3 separate regions of the Gossypium hirsutum genome follow, and regions 2 and 3 are each linked to region 1. The links are chromatin contacts, called in public Hi-C maps. All regions are on one chromosome and are shown on one strand. The core of a region is the stretch at or near the end of the contact, and the rest is flanking DNA. Distances in the headings are between cores, read along the strand shown.

Evidence for each region. A called contact is a pair of places that touch in the nucleus more often than the background predicts.
Region 2: a contact with region 1 is called in a Hi-C map of leaf, with 2.5 times the contacts expected there. The contact joins the promoter of LOC107951743 here to the promoter of LOC107951699 in region 1. A contact is called at or near these places in 2 of 34 Hi-C or Micro-C datasets (both in leaf).
Region 3: a contact with region 1 is called in a Hi-C map of leaf, with 2.7 times the contacts expected there. The contact joins the promoter of LOC107951697 here to the promoter of LOC107951699 in region 1. A contact is called at or near these places in 10 of 34 Hi-C or Micro-C datasets (anther, callus, leaf and 1 more).

The regions. Positions count from the first base shown.
Region 1 is chrA02:98,327,257-98,332,049 of Gossypium_hirsutum_v2.1, reverse strand. It overlaps LOC107951699 (GLABRA2 expression modulator), which reads right to left and starts at 2,393. Exons shown (of 4, transcript XM_016886826.2): 1 at 1,893-2,393; 2 at 1,707-1,808. The coding sequence starts at 2,247.
Region 2 is chrA02:98,185,938-98,190,282 of Gossypium_hirsutum_v2.1, reverse strand. It overlaps LOC107951743 (cytosolic sulfotransferase 16), which reads right to left and starts at 1,340. Exons shown (of 1, transcript XM_016886882.2): 1 at 1-1,340. The coding sequence starts at 964.
Region 3 is chrA02:98,516,470-98,520,980 of Gossypium_hirsutum_v2.1, reverse strand. It overlaps LOC107951697 (ATP-dependent 6-phosphofructokinase 5, chloroplastic), which reads right to left and starts at 2,757. Exons shown (of 13, transcript XM_016886823.2): 1 at 2,219-2,757; 2 at 1,875-1,965; 3 at 1,413-1,486; 4 at 1,012-1,123; 5 at 493-588; 6 at 310-411; 7 at 101-175. The coding sequence starts at 2,544.

The sequences.
Region 1 (4,793 bases), core at 1,144-3,643:
GACAAAGGGTGAGAGCAAAAGGGGAAAAATCAGAAATAGCATATTATTTTAATTTGAAAGTGCCCACAAAATTTTCCATGTTTCTGTCTTTTGTAAAATTGAATCTTTGGCAATGTCCCATGCCCAAATAGAAGCAACAGTATGATTCTAAAAGGTGCCATACAAGACCAGTAGAAAAGAATCCAGGCACGATGAAGGATGCATAAGATCATTACTTTGTGATCATTCTGTGTATGACTAAGTTGAGGTAATGTAATGAATAATGACCAAAAAAGAGGCAATAATGTAGCGAATAAGGAGTTAGAGATGGCCTTAAGTACAAAAGGGATGTGCAATTGTGTTATAGACTGCTCAAGAAACAATGTAAGCATTAAGAAAGTGATGCACAATTTATATGATTGTAGCATGCACTTAAAGAAAGCAATTAGGTGGATGAATAGAGTTCTAATGTTAGAGACAGAAGGTGAGAAGTATAAGGAGAAAAAAAAAAAAAAAGAGACCCCAAAGTTGGACAAAGTTTAGGAGACATTTATAGTGCAAGAGCTGTCATCAACAAATGTCCACGAGACATCTCAACAAAGAAATAGCAAATATGGTTTGGATAATAATAATTCTATCGATTAGAAGAAACAAGAATATAACATCTCAACAAAGAAATAGCAAATATGGTTTGGATAATAATAATTCTATCGATTAGAAGAAACAAGAATATACTTTCAGTTATATTTAATATATGGGTAAGTTTTGAGCATCCCTAAGGATAAATCAGATGATACCCATGACTTAAGAAAACTAAAATGTTTAGACTTTAAATAATTAGCTATATGACTAAATGCAGAATAAAGGAACAACTAGCTTGCTTCTGATCCAAGGTCAACCACAGCAGACTAGAAAGCTCTTACTAACCATTGAGAGATATGGAAGCAATAACCACTAAATCTCTGGAAACTAATGCTACATCATGCCCCCCCCCTCCTCTTTTTTACTGAGCCATTCATAACACTAACTCTATGTTTGGGTAGATGCTTGTACAGAAGGTCCACCAGGTTTTCTCACCCCTGATTACCTCCCTCGGCTAGGGTGTAAATAAGTCACATTTTGCTTTGTCAAATATTTTATCAGCTCAAGTCTTTTGTTTGATTAAATGCAAGTCTATAACTCAAATCTTAAGCCTGCTTTATAAGAAGTGAACATGCCAATTGAGGAAACTGCAGTACGCTGACCTTAAATCTTACATCAAATTCTATTCTTTCCCTAGTAAATATTTAAGACACAAATGCTAACTCCAGCCAACACTTGACAAATCAATACTACATTTCCTAAAAGCATGTTAAAAACAAGAAAAAAGAATGAAGTTTATTACATTCTCTCCCTTTCCTTAATCACAATATCTAAAGTTGTCCAACATTGCCAAAATGATGCTTCCCTAATATCCTATAGTACTCTTAGAACTAGCGTGCTATACAAAACACGAACCCTACCAAATAGTTCACCCAGATATTAAACCCTAATTCAGTATCTGAGATTTCAGCTTTCAGTAATATCAACCAGCCAAAATGACCAAGCGCTCGATATCAATTCTAACCCTAAAAGCCCAATCGCAATAGAATTCATACCAGATACAAATCCAACCAAGAGGGGAAGCACCAAATATTAAAAATAAACTAGAAAGCAATTGAAATTCTAAAAGAAAACAGAAAAAATACAGTGCTGCCACGTGTTCCCGGCCAGATCCTCTGCTTTCCTCGTCGCTTCTGCCACCTTCCTCCCCCATCTCCCTAAGACATCCTTCACTGTGTCCATCTTCTCTGGTTCCAAGTTCAGAAAAGAAATAATTTAATAATTAATTTAAAAAAAAAATCAAAATAGAAATAAAATGTGTAATGGCTTGCCTTTGAAGGAAGCGGAAGAAGATTCCGTAGGCGGAGCATGAGTAACGTAAGGATTGGATCCGTCAGGAGCTGACATGGTGGAACTGTGATCCACAGCACGCGACTCGCTGATCAATTCCGGACTCCAATGAACTGATTTCCTCGATCCAGATGGTGACTGAACCGGTGATTGCTCGCTTTGAATCTGACTCACTTTCGGATTCTGAGTCTCTTTCTCTTCCTTTTCCTGAGGCTCTGATGTTGGAACCACAACAAAGCCCTCCGCATCCATTGCGGGATCCGAGTCTTTCAGGTTCGGTTCTCGGATCGGAGCTGAGCTGGAGTTGGGTTGCGTTTCTGTCTTCGTTTGTTCCATTGCTCTAGAATGTTCGAGGAAAAGCAGGCCGTGCGTAAAGTGGCATGAGGGATCGTTTGCTAGAAGTTTAGCAGGAGAGGAGACTGTTATTGAAAGCTTTAAGTGTTACGGGCTCCACCAACTTTGTCCTAAAATCCAATTAATAGATCTAATTTCATCCAGGAATCTATATTATCTTTCAATTTTGTTCTTAAGTTACATATTTGGTTAAATTTTGATATTAGTTGCTGTACTTTCTGTTTGTTTATAATTTCACCAATTTTTGGTTGCAACTCACAAAAAATAAATTTTAAAATCTAAATTGATTTTTTGAAAGTAAAATATTTTTAAGCAATTATTTTTTGAAAACTATTTTCAATAAAATAAATATTTTAATTCAAATCTAAAATATTTTAAATATATATTTCTTTATTTTTATAGCAAATCTCTAGTTGTCGATTTAAAATTGTTTCTTTTATATGTCAATGAAAGTTGATTTTTAATGAAAGTTGATTTTTAGAGGTGTTGCATCATATATATATATATATAGGAATAACTTACATATTTGTGTATTTTTAATTTATTTTTTGTTTGTTATTTTTATTAGAAGCTTTTAATGTTTATTTGAGGCTCTCAAAGTTTGAAGTTTTATTATGAAGTTATTATTTAATTTTTTTACTGAATTGATGTTAGGAATAAAAAATATATATAGTGAATCCTCTTCAGCTTAAGTCCTCATCTTGACAAGCTTATATGGCATTTTACTGTTGATGGTTAGTATAGTGTTAAGTCAGCCTACATAACAGCGATGAGCATGTACTCAAACGTGAATGAATTGGCTCGGGATGGACCTTGGCAACAAGTTTGGCAAGTGCAAGTTCTCCTCAAGTGAAGGAATTCATATGGCGTTGCCTGCACCATTTTCTTCCTGTTAAAATGCCGCTACTTGAGACGTGTATTGCGGTGTCGGCCGAATGTTACCAGGGCCATGGGGATGAGGATGTTGAACATGTTCTGTTGCATTGTTGTAAAGTGCAGGCAGTTCGATGGCCTGTAAATATCCCTACCGATAATGTTACATAGAATGATTTTTTGTTGGGACGGTTGGCTTTGTTATGTGGCCATGCGCCGAGGGCTTGTGCTTCTGTGGTAAATTTGGTTAGCCCAGAATCTCGTTCAATGGCAACATTGTGAGCTTTCTCCGTCTTGGGTTATCTATAATGCTGACTGTTTAGTGCAAGATTGAATGGTAGCCAACATGGTTTATACTTCTGCCACTGATCCGTCAGCCTCGGGTATGGTGGGTGTGGTTTAGGTCGGTGTGCGGGAGGGAGATGGCTTAGGTGGTGATACTCGTTCCTTGTTCGTATGGGACAATATGTTGGCAGTCACCTCATCATGGTTTTATCAAATTTAACGTTGATGTCCAGGAGTGAAGCTAGGCCGAAATTAAATTGTAACTTTTACTATAGTAATTTTTAAAGGATTAAATCAAAATTTTATCATTTTTAGTGGGGCCAAAGTACAATTCTACCTTTACTAATTTATAATTTTAAAAATTTTAAAAGATCAAAATGAAAAATTGAGTCGGGACCCCTGCCAATCCCCTTAGATTCGCCCCTGTTGATGCCTCAAAATTTGAAGACAAACATGCTATCGAGGTTGGCGGTGGTTATTCGCGACAATCATGGTCACCTAGTAATTATAATTTTAAAAATTTTAAAAGATCAAAATGAAAAATTGAGTCGGGACCCCTGCCAATCTCCTTAGATTCGCCCTTGTTGATGCCTCAAATTTTGAAGACAAACATGCTATCGAGGTTGGCGGTGGTTATTCGCGACAATCATGGTCACCTAGTAAAAGGCCTTACGGGGTTTGAAAGGGCGTCGTTCAGTCTTAGGATAATAGAGGTTTTTGTTGTCAGGGAGGCTTTGTCGTGGCTAAAATTTTGGCATCTTGGCCATGTCATCATCATGTTGGATTGTATGTTAGTTGTGCATGTGTTGACTCGACCCATAGAAGATGATTCTGAATTCGGTTGTTTAATTTCTGATTGCTTGGTGTTATGTTCATTGTTTTAGCATTATCTTTTTGTTGGGTTCATTTGGCTAATAGATAGCTCATTTTCTCTTTCAGATAGCCTTCTTACATGTAAACCACACTGAATGAATTGTTTTACTTGTTTATTTCTTAGAACCTTTGAATGTTAATAATCTGGTGAACTCGTTTGATGGGGATGTAGAATAATAGATTATTGGTGTATGGGGTGAGCCTGCTAACTCGGGTTTAGTGATCCTCCCCGTTAGTCATCCTACAGTTCTTTTATTTTCTTGGATTTTGAATACATATGGTTTTTTCTTAATAAAAATATTTTTAAATTAAAAAAAATTTATATATATTTTTATTAAGAATCAAAAGTTATATTATTTCAATCAACAAATTTAATGAAACCAACTTAGTTTAAAGATTGTGAAAATTGAACATCGATAATGACAATGAATCGCAAAGAAAGAGAGAAAAATAGAACACATAGAATTTTAGGTGAAAACACTTTCGAGGAAAAAATC
Region 2 (4,345 bases), core at 91-2,590, 140 kb after region 1:
TTTGATTCAATTTTTCAACCATTTCAGGTGACAAATGGTTAACCCAATCTCCTACTTCTCCTTTTCTGAAGAAATCAGAGTTACCAATAGGTCGTTCTCCACTGCTGGTTTGACTTTTATTAACATTTTGATTGCTCAAGCTCTCGAAACTGCACAACTTCACTATTTCTGCCACAGTCTCGTTGTTTTCTTCCTCTGGTGTAAAGGGTACCCCCAAGAACTCTGCAAGTTTCCTCACACACCCCAAAGGCTCCTTTTTCACATCTTCGTATTTCAAGAACAACACTTTCTTCGGTGACTCCACACTAGCTTCCCAGTACCCCAAAACGTGATCCCAAAACGGTCCATATTCCGATACCCCTTTGCAGAACAAGTCAAAGGCTTCCTCTAGTGATAGTGGTGGCAGTTCCTTGGGTCTCAACTTGTTGGCGAAATGCCACTTTGAGACAAAAACATCTTTGGGGTCCCGGCAGATGTAAACGAAACGGCAAACCGAGGTATCATCGGTCATGCGTGTTGGGAACAAAGAGTAAGGAAGGTGAGTTGAAAGAAGGCGAGGTGAAGGAAGCCCATCGACGAAGGAAGTTGACCCATACCTATGAAGATATCCTTCGAAGAAGAGGACCAACTCTTGAGGGTTCGCTTTGTGCAAAGGATGGTCGCTGAAATCAAAGGAATTTCTGTTGATAATGGAGAAAACAAGGGCTCTGAGCCAGGTGGTGCCACATTTAGGGAATGTTGCGACTATGATGTCAGTGGGTCGAGGCTTGAAGTGATCATTGATCAACATGCTTCCTCTTATGCCAAAACTAGGTATCCAGAAGCCTTGGTATTGGAAAAGCTGGTCAAACCACCATGCTTTGCTTTGAGGGAGAGTTGGCAGCAGTTCATTGCAGTTTTTTAATGTCTTTTGGCAACCTTCATTCGGTATCTCTACGCTCGGAAAAAAATTTGAAGTCTCCATTGGGAAGATGGTATAGTAGAGCAACTAATTTTCTAGAGATCTTGCAAGAGGGATTTGCAAATGATCCGTGACTAAAAGTGGGATTTGCAACCATTATTTTAAACCTTGCGAGTCCCACGCCATACAAGCCAATAGCTGGCTAAAAACAAAAATGATGAATGGGTGGAGGAAAATTTAAAGCATAACGAGTGGCTGACATGCGCCAATACTTCATGGACTATTCTTTTCAGGCTAGTTACATGGCGAATATGAAAAAAATACGAACTTATTTATGTTCTAAGGTTTAACATGAAGCTTACTAAAGACCATGAAAATTTCTGTTTGCTGGGCGAGGTAATATATCAACTCACGTATGCAAGATCTAACTCAAGACACAAATAGAGAAATTGAGCAGAATTTAGGAAGCTGTTGAATAAAATATATAGATTTAGGTTTTGTTTTTTTTAATTTAATTTGTTTTTACACCAAAACAAAATTGTCAATCTGAATATTAAGATAGAATAATAGTTAAAATATGTTGTTAATCCCTGCACTTTGATAAAATTTGAGATTTAATCTCTATACTTAAAAAGTTAAAAATTTAGTCCTCCAATTCTGTTGATTTAAAATCTCAATCCAATCATTAAAATAGTAAATATTTTTGTCAAAATTTGTCAATTCAGCATATTGATGAAGCTACCCTCATGTAATGTGTCATATGATTGACGAAAATAAACATGTTCATTTAACAATTTTTAATAAAAACTATCAACGACAATAATGATTGGAATAGGAGTTTTAAATTGAAAAAAATAAGAGGATTGAATTTTATCTTTTAAAGTATATGGACTAAAAAGGGGTGTAGCTAGGGGGCTGGCAGAGGATAAAATGGAAAATTTTCCATTTAGGCCCTTTAAATTTTTAAAATTTTAAATTAGTAAAGATAAAATTACACTTTAGCCTCCTAAAAATGATAAAAATTTGATTTAATCCTTAAAAAATTATAAAGACGTAAGCTATTAAAAGGGTGAAATTACATTTTTACTATTGTAAAAATTACAATTTAATTTCGACCCCCTAAAAATTTTTTTAGCTTCACCCCGAGACTAAATATCAAATTCTATAAAAATACATGAACTAATAGCTTGTTTTAAGATGAAATTTTGATTTTTTCTTTTTTTAAATTGTTTCGGTCCACGTTTTGCTGAGAGAGTTAATATTTAAAGAGAATTAGGTGCTCTTTGATAATTAGAAAATTAACTATTAAATTTAAGTTATAATTTTTTTTGGTATATTGCTTAAATTAAGTATGAAATATAATTAGATTATTTGATAATTGTAAATATAATATTCTTAACATTCCCTGAGAAGTGAATAGTGTCAATTCGGGTTAACCCCATGTTTAAAATTTCTGAAGTAGATAAAATAAAATTATTAGTATTGGTAGTGAAGGTAATTGTGTACTATAATAAATTAAAAAGACTTTTGAATTTAGGGAAATTTTAAATAGAGAGTGAATTAAATTGTAGTAGTGTGAGAAGTATTGAGTCATAGTGCAAAATTTAAAAGTAAGATATGATGACATTAATTGGATAAGACATAGAGGGAGGACTAAAAGAGCGATTGTCCATGGCAGTACATAATGATGATTAGATTTTGATTTGATTAAATATTATTATTATTTAAAGAGAGAGAGAAAGAAAAAGTAAAGAAAAAGTAAAAAAATTAATTAATTACATAAATGGCTTATTTTTTTAATTAAACATGTAAATGATTTAAAATTTATAGTAAAAGTTGGTGGAGCCAAAGAGTTTGGCTCCACCAACATGCCACGTCAGCAACTAAGAAAAAAAATTAATTTTTTAGTGAAGTCAAGAATAACGCTCTTGTATAAATACTAAAGAATACTGTAATTTCTAAAAATATGAAAGATTTTAAAAAAAATTCTATTTTTTTGTGAAGCGAATTAATTTGGCGCCATCAAAATTTACCTGACACCGCTTGTTACTTTGTTTGTTTGTTTTTTTTAATTACTTTTTTTAACTTTTATCCTATTCTTTCTGCTTCTTTTTTTTACTTTTTTTTTAACTTTTGTCCTATTCTTTCTTCTTCTTCTTTTTTACTTCTTTTATGTTTTATCTTTGTCCTTATTTATTTATTTTTATTTTTTATTATTAATTTTAAAAAAACTTGAAATGTATGTTTGAAATGTTTTATAGTATATATTTTTAAAATTTTTAAATATATATTTCTGAAATTATTTTTTAAAATTTTAAATATTATTTTTAAATTATTTTTTAAAATTTTAAAAATTATTTTTAAAATTTTACATATTATTTTTAAAATTTTAAATATATTTTTTAATAATATAAAACATTTAAATAATTTAAAGATATGACCTTTCAAATTTATAATTAGTTTTATAATATTTTTAATATTTTTAATTTGTTTTATAGTATTTTTAATATTTTTAATTTAAAATATATATTTTTATTTTTTATTTTTTAATATATATTTTTTAAATAAATTCATTTTTTAACAAATTTTTTTATTTTTTCTAATTTATTCAAATTTCACTATTTTAAATAAAATATTATTTTTTAAATTTTAAATAGAATTTAAAAAAAAGGTTTGAATATCTTTAAAAATAATTTAAAAATCATAATTTAAAATATTAAAAAACAAATTATAAATATTATAAATATTATAAAACTAATAATAAATTTGAAAGGTCATATCTTTAAAATATTTAAATGTTTTATATTATTAAAAATATATTTAATATTTTAAAAAATAATTTTTAAAATTTAAAAAATAATTTTTAAATTTTTTAAAAATAATTTAAAAATTTTAAAAAATAATTTCAAATATATATATTTAAATTTTAAAAAATATATATACTATAAAACATTTCAAATATACATTTTAAGTTTTTTAAAATTAATAATAAAAAATAAATAAAATAAAATAAATAATGAGAAAGACAAAACTTAAAAAAAAAGTAAAAACAAAAAAAAAAAAAAGAATAGGACAAAAGTAAAAAAAAAAGTAACAAGGTGTGTCAGGCGAAATTTGGTGGCGCCAAATTAATTGGCTCTACTAGAAAATGGAAATTTTTTAAAGTCCACCATATTTTTAGAAATTGCAGTATTTTTCTGGTATTTATACAGGTGGCACCATTCTACATGGCTCCACTAAAAATTAATATTTTTTCCTGGTTGCAGATGTGGCATGTTGATGGTGCCAAACTCTTTGACTCCACCAACTTTTACTGTAGATTTTAGGTCATTTACGTGTTTAATTAAAAATGGACCATTTATGTAATTAATTAAATTTTTGGGTTATTTTTATAAAAAACCAAAAAGATGATACTTATTATTATTGGAAAGTCATTGTAATACC
Region 3 (4,511 bases), core at 1,508-4,007, 190 kb before region 1:
CTTTTGAATTTAAGATAGTAAAAAATAAAGGAAATACCAAATTCAAGATTAATGAATTGTTCTATAGATACAGACTGTAAAATAAGTATCTGATATGAACCTCATTGTGAATAGCATTAGCCCCAGCATGAGTACCATTTCCACCTAGCACAAAAAGCATGTTGATTCCTCTTTCCTGACATCAATTTTGGAAACATATAAGAAAAACAATACATACTTGGCCTCTTTAAGTCCGGCTATTTTAATTCAAAATCTACAATTCCTGCAAGGCTAAGTTAATCTGACAAATAGTAGAAAAGTTAGGAGTACCTCCATACTAGTAACAATATCACTGACAGAGGGTCCTCCACGTGAAACTCCTAACAAGCTTCCACCTGAAAGGTGAATATTTTGGACTACTTTCCGCGATAGCTGAAAATAGCGCCAAATGAACGATATAAAATCTAGGATGGAGCACGATATTCTAACAAACCATTAAGAAACAATGCTTACCGGCATTTCAGTCAAGCCTTTGTCTGAGAATCCACGATAACCGAAAGGAATCCCCACAATGTTTTTTACACCATATATTTCCAGTGTGATGACAATCTGCACTAGTTCATTAATTTAAGAATGTATTGGTCAAAAAACACTAAAGCATTCAGGTTTCAGACTAAACATGAAACTTTAATCTAACATTGTATTTATGGTGTTAATATCCAATCATCATTACTTCATCCTACTTTATCAGTTTACCATGAAAGTAGAAGAAAAACTTTGGTACATGGTATTTTGAAGTTAAACTGAAATCTATTGACCAAGAGAACAATATGAGACATATTGCATGTCCAGAATCTTGGTCAGTAGACACTGAACATGAATTTTTTATTTTAGCATGAAATACAAATTAAAAACCAGTTAACAATTACATAACCAAACAATGAAAGCACTGAGTTGAATCAAATAGCGTAGCTGTTGTTGGTAATTACAATCATGCCAGCAGCAAATTGAAATTTTAAGTATGGTGCTGACCTGTCTAATGACATCATTAAGACCAGGGCAAAGCCCACCACAAGTAACAATTGCAGCCTTCACTTCTTCTGGTTTGAAATATATTTTCTCTCGAGGCCCAGCACGATGAACCCTAAGATGATATGTAATGTTACATAATATCATAACTGCCAAATGAACTACAAAGTTTCATACATTAAACAAAGACAGTGATAAGGGAATATAAAACATGGTAACAAATGTGGACACCTGATGACAGTGGACATATAAGTTACAAAATCTACTAGATCAATACAAAAGTTGGGAAACAATATTAAAAGCAATATAACATTATTTTACCACATATTATTAAGTATTGTAGTGAATGCAATAGAATGCATGAGTCTATGTAAACCTATAAATAAGTAGAGAATTATGCTTACCATTGTTCAACCCAAGTACAGTTAGGATCAATGCACTCCGCACCAGCAGATGTAGGAGACGAGTAATGTATGACCTGAAATATTTAAAGATCAGAATCTTGACCAATCTAGTCTAAATGCAGACGACTAACCGAAGCAAATGAAAGATTATTCCTGCAGAGCTCGAACAATTAAACCAATATCTTGATTTAAGATATAAAGATAAAAACAGAGAGACAAGCAAACCAGAATTTACTTCTAAAGGAGCAAGACAAGTAAATTTCTTTCCTGAAATTATTTAAGCCATTTCAGGTGATTTTGAATTCACATTTCAAACAGATACTCAACACATGGAAATTATCAATTTTGAACATGATCTCCAAGCTCTAAACGATAAGCTCATGTAAGAATTTCAATTCTCCATAACACAATTCAGCAAAACATCAGTGAAATTTAAATACATATATATGGAAAAGATATTACCTTAAGAAGCACTCTATCGTTATTATTAATATAACCATGCCATTCCTCATCCGACGGATAGCCTTCCGCAAAATCCTCAGTTACCGGAGTTCTGTAACAAAAAAAAAAAAAAAGAAGATCATTTAAGTTCTATTTGCTAAGTTCAAAATAAATAATTACTTTACAAAATAAATTAATAATTAATAAGATAAATGCCATCAAATTCATTGAACTCCAAAATAACTACAATATTTTAGAATTTTCTCACTCTCGGGAGTAAAAAAAAAAAGAACACTCTCAAGAAGTGAAAATCAGCTGGAAACAATTTCCAAAAAAAAAAAGGAAAAAAGGAAATTTTTTTTTACCTCATTCTGAGACAGAATGTGGAAGGAAACGACTGAGCATCGGGGAAAGTATCGGTGATGTGAGGAATATTAAAGCGTCTTTCGAAATCTTGCTGGAACTTTGACTTCCAATCAGGATCACTAAAATCGATACAATTTTTCGAGCTCTGTTGACTACATTCAACCTTGAAGAAACCACTAGTACTCCTCTGCGATCTCAGTGTACCGAGATTCAAGGAACTAAATCCATGGCGGAAACGGAGGAGACGACGGTGAACGTTGTCGTTTCGAGGGAGGCGGAGTTTCGGAGAAGCCGAAGTGGTGATCGTATGGGAAAGAGTTTCCATTAAACGACAAGTAAAGTTGAGTTTTTAGCTTTCTTTTTTCCTCTTTTTGTTTTGGTGGTTGCAGAGTCTATGATCAAAGATTCAAAGCTTTTTATTTTATTTTTTTTGTTTTTTTTTTATTTGGGAAAGCGGGGTATTTGGAGGGAGGGAGGAAAAATAAGAGGAGACAGAGAAAGCAGACAAATCGAAAACGGCAGCCGGTTTTGGCCGTACCTACTACAAAGTGTTTTGGCTTATAAAACCGAGGAGGCTTAAAATTCAACGGAGTTGCCACTTCTTTGACCATATTAACCTTTTCAATTTTTTTATTTTGATTAAAATTTGGCTTTTTTATCCTATAATACAAAAAAAATAATTAAATATTAAAATGGTATTCTCTTGACATTATTTACCAAAATGGGTTGAAGTGAACAGTACCAAAGGGTTGTGCCTGAATTGGTGTCAGACACTAATTTTTTTTTGCTCAATCATTTAACCATATTAGCTAATAATTTATTTAAAAAAACTAATCTTATTTAAATGGTAGAGGGGCCATATGCAACGGTACCTATATTATACGCCTATACCAGGCAAAATTGGGTTTGTACGGGTAAAAAAGTGTGGAGGGGCATTCATTGGTGGCACTAGGGTTGGAGAGCACATGTCAGGTGACACTAGAAAGAAGAGAGAGGCCGTCAGGCGGCACCATTGGGAGGAGGGACTGTCATGTGGCACCAGACCATTATAAATTTGAGTTGAACAATTGTAGCAATTTGTGTGTTTTCTTGAATTGTTGAAGTAATTTTTGTGTTTTGCTGAATGGTTGTAGCAGCTAACCGATAAGAAGAAAGGAAAGGAATTTTTTTTTGTAGAAGAGAAAACAAAGAAGAAAAGTCAGAAAGATATGTAAGGTTTGTACAGTGATTAATTTTTGTTATTATAATTTTTTACAGTTGAATCTTGTTTTGTTTTTCAAATAATTATTGAGAAATTTAATTATGTTTAAATATTTTTACATATTTAGATTGAAGATGGATAATCAATTTTTTGTATGTGTTTATTTCGATGGAGTAATTTTAACAAAAACAATTACTTGTATATTTAAATTTTGCCAACAAATAATTATGAGATTTAATAGAAATGTGTTGATTAATGATATGAAAAAAAGGATCAATGCAAAAATTGTTAGACGTTGTGAGAGAAGGATCTCGAAACTATACTACAAATTTCCAGTTTCGCCAAATCCCATCAAATTCACTGAGATGGAACTTGTAGATGATGATGAAGTGGATACAATGGTCGCATTTTATTGCCAGAATCAGAGTGGCCACACTGAACCGATTTAGCTGTTTGCTGAGTTAGTTAATGTAGAGTCAGCTGAAGATGTCATTCCACTAACTAAAGAACATGGAGTTCAAGATCCGTATACGGATGTTCTGAGAGTGTCTATTGATAGGCGATCATCTGTACGCAGGTTCAACATCGATTTTAATGTTCCACCTGCGTCTAATAATCTTAACCTGAGTCCCCGTTTACAAATACATCAGATGGTGATTGAAACTGATATGGATGGTGAAGATGGATATGATAATAATGGTCCTTTTGATCATAAGGTTGAAGATTATAGTTATCCCGATCAAGATGAGGTCCCAGAAGATATCGGCAATGAAGGCGCGAATGATAATGAAAATGTTCACGCATCTTCAGTCAGGAACCCAATTTGAGGCATTGTCATACACAATGATCCTAGGGCCCCACATGTTGATTGTAGATTCCGATACGACACATGCATTTGAGTTCCTTGAGTATCCCAATATGCTACCTGTTCACCGATTAGCCACAGATCCCAAACGTAAGGAGTTGTTTATGGGCCAAAAATCCGCGACCAAGGAAGACTACATATTTGCCATCAAACGGTATAGCATGAATGTCGATTGACTACAAAGTTATCGTGTTTAAGCCGATATTGTATATTAAGGTGTGTTGGA